2 separate regions of the Mus musculus genome follow, and region 1 is linked to region 2. The links are chromatin contacts, called in public HiChIP or PLAC-seq maps. All regions are on one chromosome and are shown on one strand. The core of a region is the stretch at or near the end of the contact, and the rest is flanking DNA. Distances in the headings are between cores, read along the strand shown. Region 1 overlaps Spen (spen family transcription repressor). Region 2 overlaps Epha2 (Eph receptor A2).

Region 1 (4,130 bases), core at 275-2,774, 210 kb after region 2:
GCCCAACAGTTGCTTTCTCAAAGTACACATCCCATGAGCTACCTCTCCTCTAAGCCCTTATGTGTGCATCTCTGCATAAAGAACCAAGCCCTGGGGTGGGGGCTGGAGAGGTGGCTCCGTGACTAACAGCACTTGCTGCTTTCTTTAAAATTGCATGTATATGAGTCCACTGTAGCTGGACAAATGCTCTTGAGCCTTCAAGTGGTTGTTGGGATTTGAATTTTTGGGACCTCTGCTCACTCCGACCCTAAGATTTATTTATTATGATACATAAGTACACTATAGCTGTCTTCAGACGTGCCAGAAGAGGGCATCAGATCTCATTATGGGTGGTTGTGAGCCACCGTGTGGTTGCTGGGATTTGAACTCAGGATCTTCAGATGAGCAGTCAGTGCTCTTACCCACTGAGCCATCTTGCCAGCCCCCACTTGCTGCTCTTGCAGAGGACCTGACTTCCGTTCTGAGCACCCACACAGTGACTTATACTGCCCATAACTCCGGTTCCAGGATACACAACGCTATCTTCTGATCTCTGTAGAAACTGGGCATACATCACACACACACACATATATACATATACATATACATATACATATACATATACATATACATATACATATACATATATATATGCTGGCAAAACACTAATACACATAAAAAAAGTAAACCTAAAAAAATTATATTTTAAAGAATAAAATCCTAAACTATTAGCATGTTTACCCAGGCATGGTAGCACACACCTTTAATGCCAACACTCAGGTTACAGAGGCTGGTGACTGAATTTGAGGCCAGCCTGGTCTCCACAGTGAGGTTTCAGGTCAGTCAGCGCTACAAAGAAAAACCTTGTCACACACAAAAATTATCTAAATTATCTGCTGGTCTCAAAACATTCAGATCATTGCTTTGCTCACAAAAGTGCTAAATTCAAACGCCTCTCCTCATGTTCTCCAGACTCCAGCCTGACCAACGCCCTCTCCTAGCTCTCGAGGTTCTCCCATCATTCCAGACATGGATACCGAGCACTTATCACAAAGCAGCTGTCACACTGCTAATAATAGAAAGAAATCAATAAGCTAATATGCTAGGCTCAGGTAATGAACTAAAAGCAAAATATGGCTGAAATATTATACCAGGCCCAGCTGAAATAAACCAGGTCCAGCTGAAATATACCAGGTCCAGAAAATACCGCTGCTGGGAAGGGAATTGTGACCACAGTCAATCTTATGTTCCCTCTGTGTGTACACGCGCACACACGCGTATAGTTAAAGTATGTACATATTTGTAAATACACACACACATTTCCTTATTACTATACATGAAAGGAAACCAGTAGGCCAAGAAATGTATTAGAATCTCTTCAAAGGGGTTAAATAAACAAGCTGAAGACCGGACTCAGTTGGCAGCCGGCCTGCCTTGCACGCACAGAGTCCAGGCTCAACCTGAAGAACCACACAAACCAGGCATGGCACCACACACTTATAATGTCAACATCCCCACCCCATGGAGTGCTGTCCTCTGGTAGCAGGCTCCAATCCCCGCCTCCCTGTTATCGTGCGCCTTACCAGAACAAATCAGAGCCGTGCAAAGAGCAAAGAACACAAAAGTTCTCCATTTCAAACACAAAACACCGTGAGTCAGCTGGTCAGAAGTGACCTTCTGACCCTCCTGCTCCCGTCCCGTCAACAGGATATCGTGGACAAGGTCACCTGACACAGTTACCTCGGCATCTCCCTGCTCACCCACTTTCTCCCTGAGACTTGGTCCCTGGGTCCTTTCCAGGTACACCCTGCCCTCCTCCATGTTCAGACTGTCAGAACACAGATCTGAGAATCTATGTGCAAAGATCAGCTCCTCGAGCATCTCAGATCACACGTGCATTTACGCTTTGCTTCTCGGCCAGACTGGGTCCATTGCCTTCAGTATAAGTTAGCACAGGGCCTGACTTTATGGACTTTCCTGATAACAACATCAACATCCACACCACACACACACTTCCAGTCGAGCTCTGATCCCTGAAATGCTAAGGGGTTCCTTTAATGGCCAAGTTCTAGAGAAATGAGAAAAGGAGAAAGTGAAACAAAGCAAGATTTTATAATCTGTTCATAGGATTCAAATGAACTTCACCCATTCTTCATCCAGCTAACATGCCAGTCCGACTTCTTCGGCTTCCTAAATTAAGTACCAACTCATTACATGGCAATTTCCTAATAGTGAGAGCATAGGTAAATTAAGAAGATGAAGCTAGGGGCTGGAGAGATGGCTCAGTGGGTAAGAGCACTGACTGCTCTTCCAGAGGACCTAAGTTCAATTCCCAGCAACCACACGGTGGCTCAAAACCATCAGTAATGGGATCCGATGCCCTCTTCTGTATTGCAGGCATAAATGCAAATAGAGTACTCAGAGAGATAAATAAATGAATACTTAAAAAAATAGATGAGGCCAGGCAGTGGTGGCACACACCTTTACTCCCAGCACTTGGGAGGCAGAGGCAGGCGGATTTCTGAGTTTGAGACCAGCCTGGTCTACAGAGTTGAGTTCTAGGACAGGAGGGCTACACAAAGAAGCCCTGTCTCGAAAAACCAAAACCAAAAAAAAAAAAATGAGGCTACAAGTCTCCATTTGACTAGTCTGAATTCGGCAGTTTAGGAAACCTAAGAGTTATTGAATTGCATGGCCATTTGCTTCTCTTAGATGTAAGCACATGATACTGAAAGAAAATTCTGGACTTTTTAATCAGGTCAAAGAAGCTGTGTGTTCTAGGTTTATAATACATGCCACTCAAATTTAAACACAGGGCCCCTTGTTTAACAGTCTGAATAACGACAGAGAGAAGAAACGCATGAAGCCTGCCAGCGGCCATGAAGCAAGTGGTGGCTGCCGACGAGGCGGGGCTTATACTCTGACACCGCAGTAAGCAACATCACTTTACTATTCACAATAAATAAGAGTATTTGTCGTCGAGCGTGGTGGCCCACGCCTTTAATCCCAGCACTCGGGAGGCAGAGGCAGGCGGATTTCTGAGTTCGAGGCCAGCCTGGTCTACAAAGTGAGTTCCAGGACAGCCAGGGTTACACAGAGAGACCCTGTCTTGAAAAAAAGAAAAAAGAAAAAAAAAAGAGTATTTGTCTTCTGGGAATCTGAGGTTCTTCAGCTATGAGGAGTGGCAGACTGGAATAGGGTCTTTCTGTGCAGGCCTGTTGTGGGGGTGTTATAGGCGCAGGCTGCCATACCTACCTCTTCAGTAAGGTTCGCATAAGCAATGAGAAAGCAGAGGCCCAGACGTCACAGGAAGACTATCTAGTGCCACCTAAGGATTGTACCAGCTACTGAACTCTACTTTCAAAACATAAAGTTTTGGAACAGTTTGGCTTACAGCCTAAGCCTACGTCTCCTTGTTAACTACCTTCAATTTATTATTGTTATCTCTAACAGAAAACCCCTTCAGATCCAAAAGAGCCCAACAACTGAGTCTCCGCAGCCTTGAAGGACAATGCCGTAACTCTGGGGGAAGAATGCACTTCTACAATTGATAAAGCACACTGTGGTGTTAAAATATGCTTAAAGTTGATTGACTTGCTGATAATAAACAATGGATTCCACCAACACAGTTAACCAAACAGCTTTCAGAAACATCTGGCCCCATGGAGAAGCTGACTCCACACACTTAAGAAGTTAAACTGAAACTCCAGAGATCCAGGCTCACGCCTCTGTCTCACCAGACTTCCATCCCTAGTTCTCTTCCTTTCCAGCAACTGAATTTCAACAACAGCTCTGACAGACCATCACTTAGACTCTGGTTAACTGCATGTCACTCATTAAACACAAAAATCCAAGATTACTTTCTTTAAACATGAAGTTAGTATTTATTTAAACATGAAGTTATTATTACATAAACATGAAGTATTATGGCCATTACCACCGACCACTGAGTGAGAACACGTGGACAGCTCACTCACCCGCGCCGATGAGCAGCTGAGAACTTACCTGTCAGTGTTGCTGCTGCTGCTGCTGCTGCTGCTGATGGAGTCACTACTGGAGGATCGACTCCTGGAGCCGCTGCCGCTGGGGGACCTGGTGGGTCTGGACGCTTGGCTAGCCAGCCTCTGCGGGGACTGGTTTCTAGACTGGGA
Region 2 (4,511 bases), core at 452-2,951:
GGCTGCTGCACATGCCAGAGAAGTAGGAGTGGCTGGTGGAAGGAGCCCGAGGGCCAGGCCAGGCCCTGGCAGTTCCAGACTGATTGATTGATTGATTGGTTGATTTATATTCATATGCATTGGTGTTTTGACTGCATTGTCTGTCTTTGTGAGGGCGTCAGATCCTCTGGGACTGGAGTTACAAGGAGGTCCTCTGGGCTCTTAACTGCTGAGCCATCTCTGTAGTCCCCTCCTGATGCCTCTAGAGATGAGATAGTGTGGTCCTGGCACCTGATCCCTCTGGGCCAGGGGGAGCCCCCTGTGAAGGTTTCCTTCCATTCTTTCCCATAGGCACTTCTCCCAGGGTTAAGATGATTTTCCCAGCGACGTGTGGCTTTGGGCCCCTCCTAGACACCTCCATGCCTTCAAACCTTTAGTCCTTCACAGTGACTGTGGTGGACAGATCCCCCAGATCTGTCCCCTCTTGTCAACAGCCTTTTCTTTATTTTTTTGGGGGGGTGGAGTGGAGTACAGAGTCTGACCATGTAGCCTTGCTGGCCTGGAATTGACTATATAGACCACGGTGGGCTTGAACTCCTAGAGATCCACTTGCTTCTGCCTTTGTAGTGTGTGCTGCCGCCAGGCCAGGCCAACAACCCATTCTTATGGAGCACGTAAATGTATGTATGTACCCTCTGCTACTGTGTATGCTGGGTGGCCCAGATTGGGTCAGGGTGTTCTATGCCAGGGGGATGTGGCAGAAGCAGACAGTCTTGTCCTCTGTGACCTGCATGAAGTGTTTGTTCCCTTGTTCGAGGAAGCAGATGGGGCAGTGGGCTATCATTTTATCCCATTCACCCCACACACTACCCAGCTGCCGGTCTCCTGCTGTGCCCTGACCCAGCTGGGGGCTGAGGGAACACCAGAGCTGAAAGCCTGGTGACAGGCGGCTGTGTGACAAACTGAGCCCGCCTGCTTCTTCTCTGGTCAGGCCTCTCTGGTCAGGCCGTGTGTTGATTCTGGGGCTGGGGTTGGCGGGGTGTGGAGCACACACATCACCGCACGCAGGTTCTGCTGTGTGCCGTGCGTAGCCCCTGGGAAAGCCCTGGCTCACTGGTCCTTCCCCCATCTTTCCCACAGTTGTTTTGTTGGACTTCGCAGCAATGAAGGGAGAGCTCGGCTGGCTCACGCACCCCTATGGCAAAGGGGTGAGTAAAACTTCAGGGCTGAGGGAGGGTGGGAAGGAGGGCTGCACATCCCAGGAGAGATGGAGGATGGGAGCCTGGAGCAGACTCTGCGGGTCAACCAAGCTTCAAACGTGGTGACCTGGGCCGAGGCAGACTGCAGCTGGGTAGAAGGAAGGGACTGTTTGTAGGTGGCCTAGCTGGGGAGACAGCTGAGAACCCCAGCAGTGGGATGCTCCAGTGGTCCTGCCTGCCTCTCGTGGTTGCGGGGGAAGGGTTAAAGGCTGCACGGGGTGAAGAGCAAGAGATACAGGACAGTGACTTCCTGCCTGGGGCCCCTTCCCTCCTACTCTGCCTTACCCTCCACTGGGGACATCTCCCTTCCTGCTATGCTTTCTGGTGGTCCTGCCCTGACCTCAGATTCCTGGTCCGAGGGCTGTGGACTTTGGGGAAGATACTACTTACTGTGCTATGAGCCTCAATTTCCCTTGGGCACAATGCACCCATGATAAGTCCTGGGACTCTGAGACAGGGAGAGGGGTGTGTCCCTAAGGGAGCTCTTGGGACAGAGCGTATAGCTGGCCAGGTCTGAGTGACTTGCATCTATCCTGAGTCATGGCCTGAAGTATAGTTTTGAAAAGACTTCTAGGATCCCGGAATGTCCAGCTGGAGGCTGGAGGTAGATAGCCTTATCCAACCCAGTCATTATATACAGTGGGAAACTGAGCCCCGGGCGGGCACTCGGGTCTTGGCCAGTGTCACATAGGATGACAGGTCAGACCTCCATCTTTATTTATTTACTTATTGATTTTTTAAAAAAAAATTTATTGTATTTATGTGTGTGCACTGTCACTCTCTTCAGACACACCAGAAGAGGGCATCGGATCCCATTACAGATGGTTGTGAGCCACCATGTGGTTGCTGGGGATTGAACTCAGGACCTCTGGAAGAGCAGTCAGTGCTCTTAACCACTGAGCCATCTCTCCAGCCCCTACTTGCTTTTTTTTTTCTTTCCTTTATTCACACATTTGTTCCTCTGAGCCCACCCTAAGCGCATATTCTTTGCCAGAGAGGCCCTGGGGATTCAGAGCCAAGTCAGTTGCTGTTCCCATGCTGAAGAGTTCAGAATACAGCCCTGGGAGCCAGGCTTGTGTTACCGTATGCTAAGTTCTCCAATGATCGAGGGGGCGTGGAGCTCATAGGGGCACACAGCCCCACCCAGGCAGCTTGGAGGAGCCTCCAGGGGCGGGAGGGACCATCCATTGTTTTCACTTACTGTATCTGTCAACACCCATGGCACACAGCGATGACCCTACACGGTGACATGATGCTAGCTGTTGCGTATGGTTGTAGCCCTGAGCGCCACGTTCTGGGCTCAAGTGTTTTGTCATGTATGCTCATAGCAGTTGTGGAAATGGGACACTGGGATTAGAGAGCATAAATGGTGCAGGTGCCCCAGACTCTAGCCCCGGCCCACCGATGGGGAGACTCAGTACCCAGACATTAGGGCCAGAAAGACCCACAGCCATGTCTTGGGCCAGCTGCTTTTGGGTCTCCTTCCTCTAGGTCCTAGTTTTCTTCCCTGTAGAATGAAGGCACCGAGAACCGAGAGTCAGGTGTGGTGGTACATACTTGTCACTTACACACTTCAGAAGTAGAGGCTAGAAGATTAGATGTTCACTGAGTCATCCCTCAGGACACAGTGAGTTTGAGGCCAGCTTGGACTACATGAGACACTGTCTCAAGAGAACAACAGCAATACAGGAGAGGGGGAAAACTGAAGCTGTGTCCTGTGGGACTCAGTCCCTGCCTTCCCAGACTAACAGTCACCTGTCACATACACACAGTGGGACCTGATGCAGAACATCATGGACGACATGCCTATCTACATGTACTCGGTGTGCAACGTGGTATCCGGCGACCAGGACAACTGGCTCCGCACCAACTGGGTGTACCGGGAGGAGGCCGAGCGCATCTTTATTGAGCTCAAGTTCACGGTGCGAGACTGTAACAGCTTCCCGGGTGGCGCCAGCTCATGCAAAGAGACCTTCAACCTCTACTATGCAGAGTCAGATGTGGACTATGGCACCAACTTCCAGAAGCGCCAGTTCACCAAGATTGACACCATCGCCCCTGACGAGATCACGGTCAGCAGTGACTTCGAGGCTCGCAATGTCAAGCTGAACGTAGAGGAGCGCATGGTGGGGCCCCTTACCCGGAAGGGCTTCTACCTGGCCTTCCAGGACATCGGCGCCTGCGTGGCGCTGCTCTCCGTTCGCGTCTACTACAAGAAGTGTCCCGAGATGCTGCAGAGCTTGGCTCGCTTCCCCGAGACCATTGCTGTCGCTGTCTCCGATACACAACCCCTGGCCACGGTGGCCGGTACCTGCGTGGACCATGCCGTGGTGCCTTATGGGGGCGAGGGGCCTCTCATGCACTGCACGGTGGATGGCGAGTGGCTGGTGCCCATCGGGCAGTGCCTGTGCCAGGAAGGCTACGAGAAGGTCGAGGATGCCTGCCGAGGTGAGAGGGGGTTCCTGGGGTGTCAGGGAAGCCCGACTGGGGTGGGGGGCTACGGGCACGTGATTGGAACACCTTAGTACATTGGGGATGTGGTTGCTCCGTGGATGCCTCTGCTCTCGGGTGGTGGTCCCGTGACCGGAAGCTTCCTGGGAACAGGACGGTGTAGAGACTATGAGCCAGGGTTACGGTTCTAGGACGACCAAGCTTGGCTTCCAGTTCCCAGCGCTTCTAGTTTCGCCCATTTCCTTCACTCCCCAGCAGGAGTTTCATCATCTGTAAAGTGGAGAGAGAGGGTCATAGTATCTGTCTTGGGGGGTAGTTGTGATAATCACATGACCTCATGCTCGTAAAGTGCTTACGTCAGCGCCTGACACTTAAATACCGGTGAGCTTGGCTGTTATTTTTTGATTCATCCTGTGAATAGTTGCTGCCCTGGCTGGGGCTAGGAAGTCTATTCCCAGGAGCTGTTTCTGATTCTCTTGCTGTGTGGCCTCAAACACATTGCTCAACTTCTCTGGGCTTCAGCTCATCATTTAATGCAGTTTATTTGCGTGCTGATTCAGACCCAGGGTATGCTCGAATCACCTGGAGTGGAATGGAGGAGCTGTGAAGTGGGGCACAGTTAGCTCTCAGTAGAGCCACAGACCCAGAGATCCTCTCTTGGGGTTTATTGATGACATAGGGAGACTGCAGAGCCCCCTCCAACACCCCCCCCCATTTGGGTGACTCTCTGGGAACAGGTCTGGGCATTGGGCATTAGCAAGCTCACACATGGGAAGCTGCGGGGACAGCCAAGGCCTGGGACAGCGGAAATGTACAATGGGT

The links. HiChIP or PLAC-seq counts read pairs in DNA pulled down with a chosen protein or histone mark.
Region 1: a FOXA1 HiChIP or PLAC-seq map of pancreatic cancer cells shows a contact between it and region 2. The contact joins two enhancer-like sites. A contact is called at or near these places in 2 of 115 datasets of contacts at active chromatin or transcription factors (embryonic stem cells and pancreatic cancer cells) and 1 of 9 other capture datasets (liver).

Annotation. Positions count from the first base shown.
Region 1 is chr4:141,512,852-141,516,981 of GRCm38.p6, forward strand. It overlaps Spen (spen family transcription repressor), which reads right to left. Exons shown (of 16, transcript NM_019763.2): 3 at 3,985-4,130. Among named protein-coding and RNA genes, the nearest start is that of Gm4123, 21 kb to the right of the region's middle. Within about 2 kb of position 1,525, at least 30 of the 459 cell types and tissues checked have an H3K27ac peak or open chromatin away from gene starts, as enhancers often do. A contact at or near this core is called in pancreatic cancer cells, where this site is marked.
Region 2 is chr4:141,305,395-141,309,905 of GRCm38.p6, forward strand. It overlaps Epha2 (Eph receptor A2), which reads left to right. Exons shown (of 17, transcript NM_010139.3): 2 at 1,120-1,187; 3 at 3,011-3,686. Among named protein-coding and RNA genes, the nearest start is that of Epha2, 6.4 kb to the left of the region's middle. Within about 2 kb of position 1,702, at least 26 of the 459 cell types and tissues checked have an H3K27ac peak or open chromatin away from gene starts, as enhancers often do. A contact at or near this core is called in pancreatic cancer cells, where this site is marked.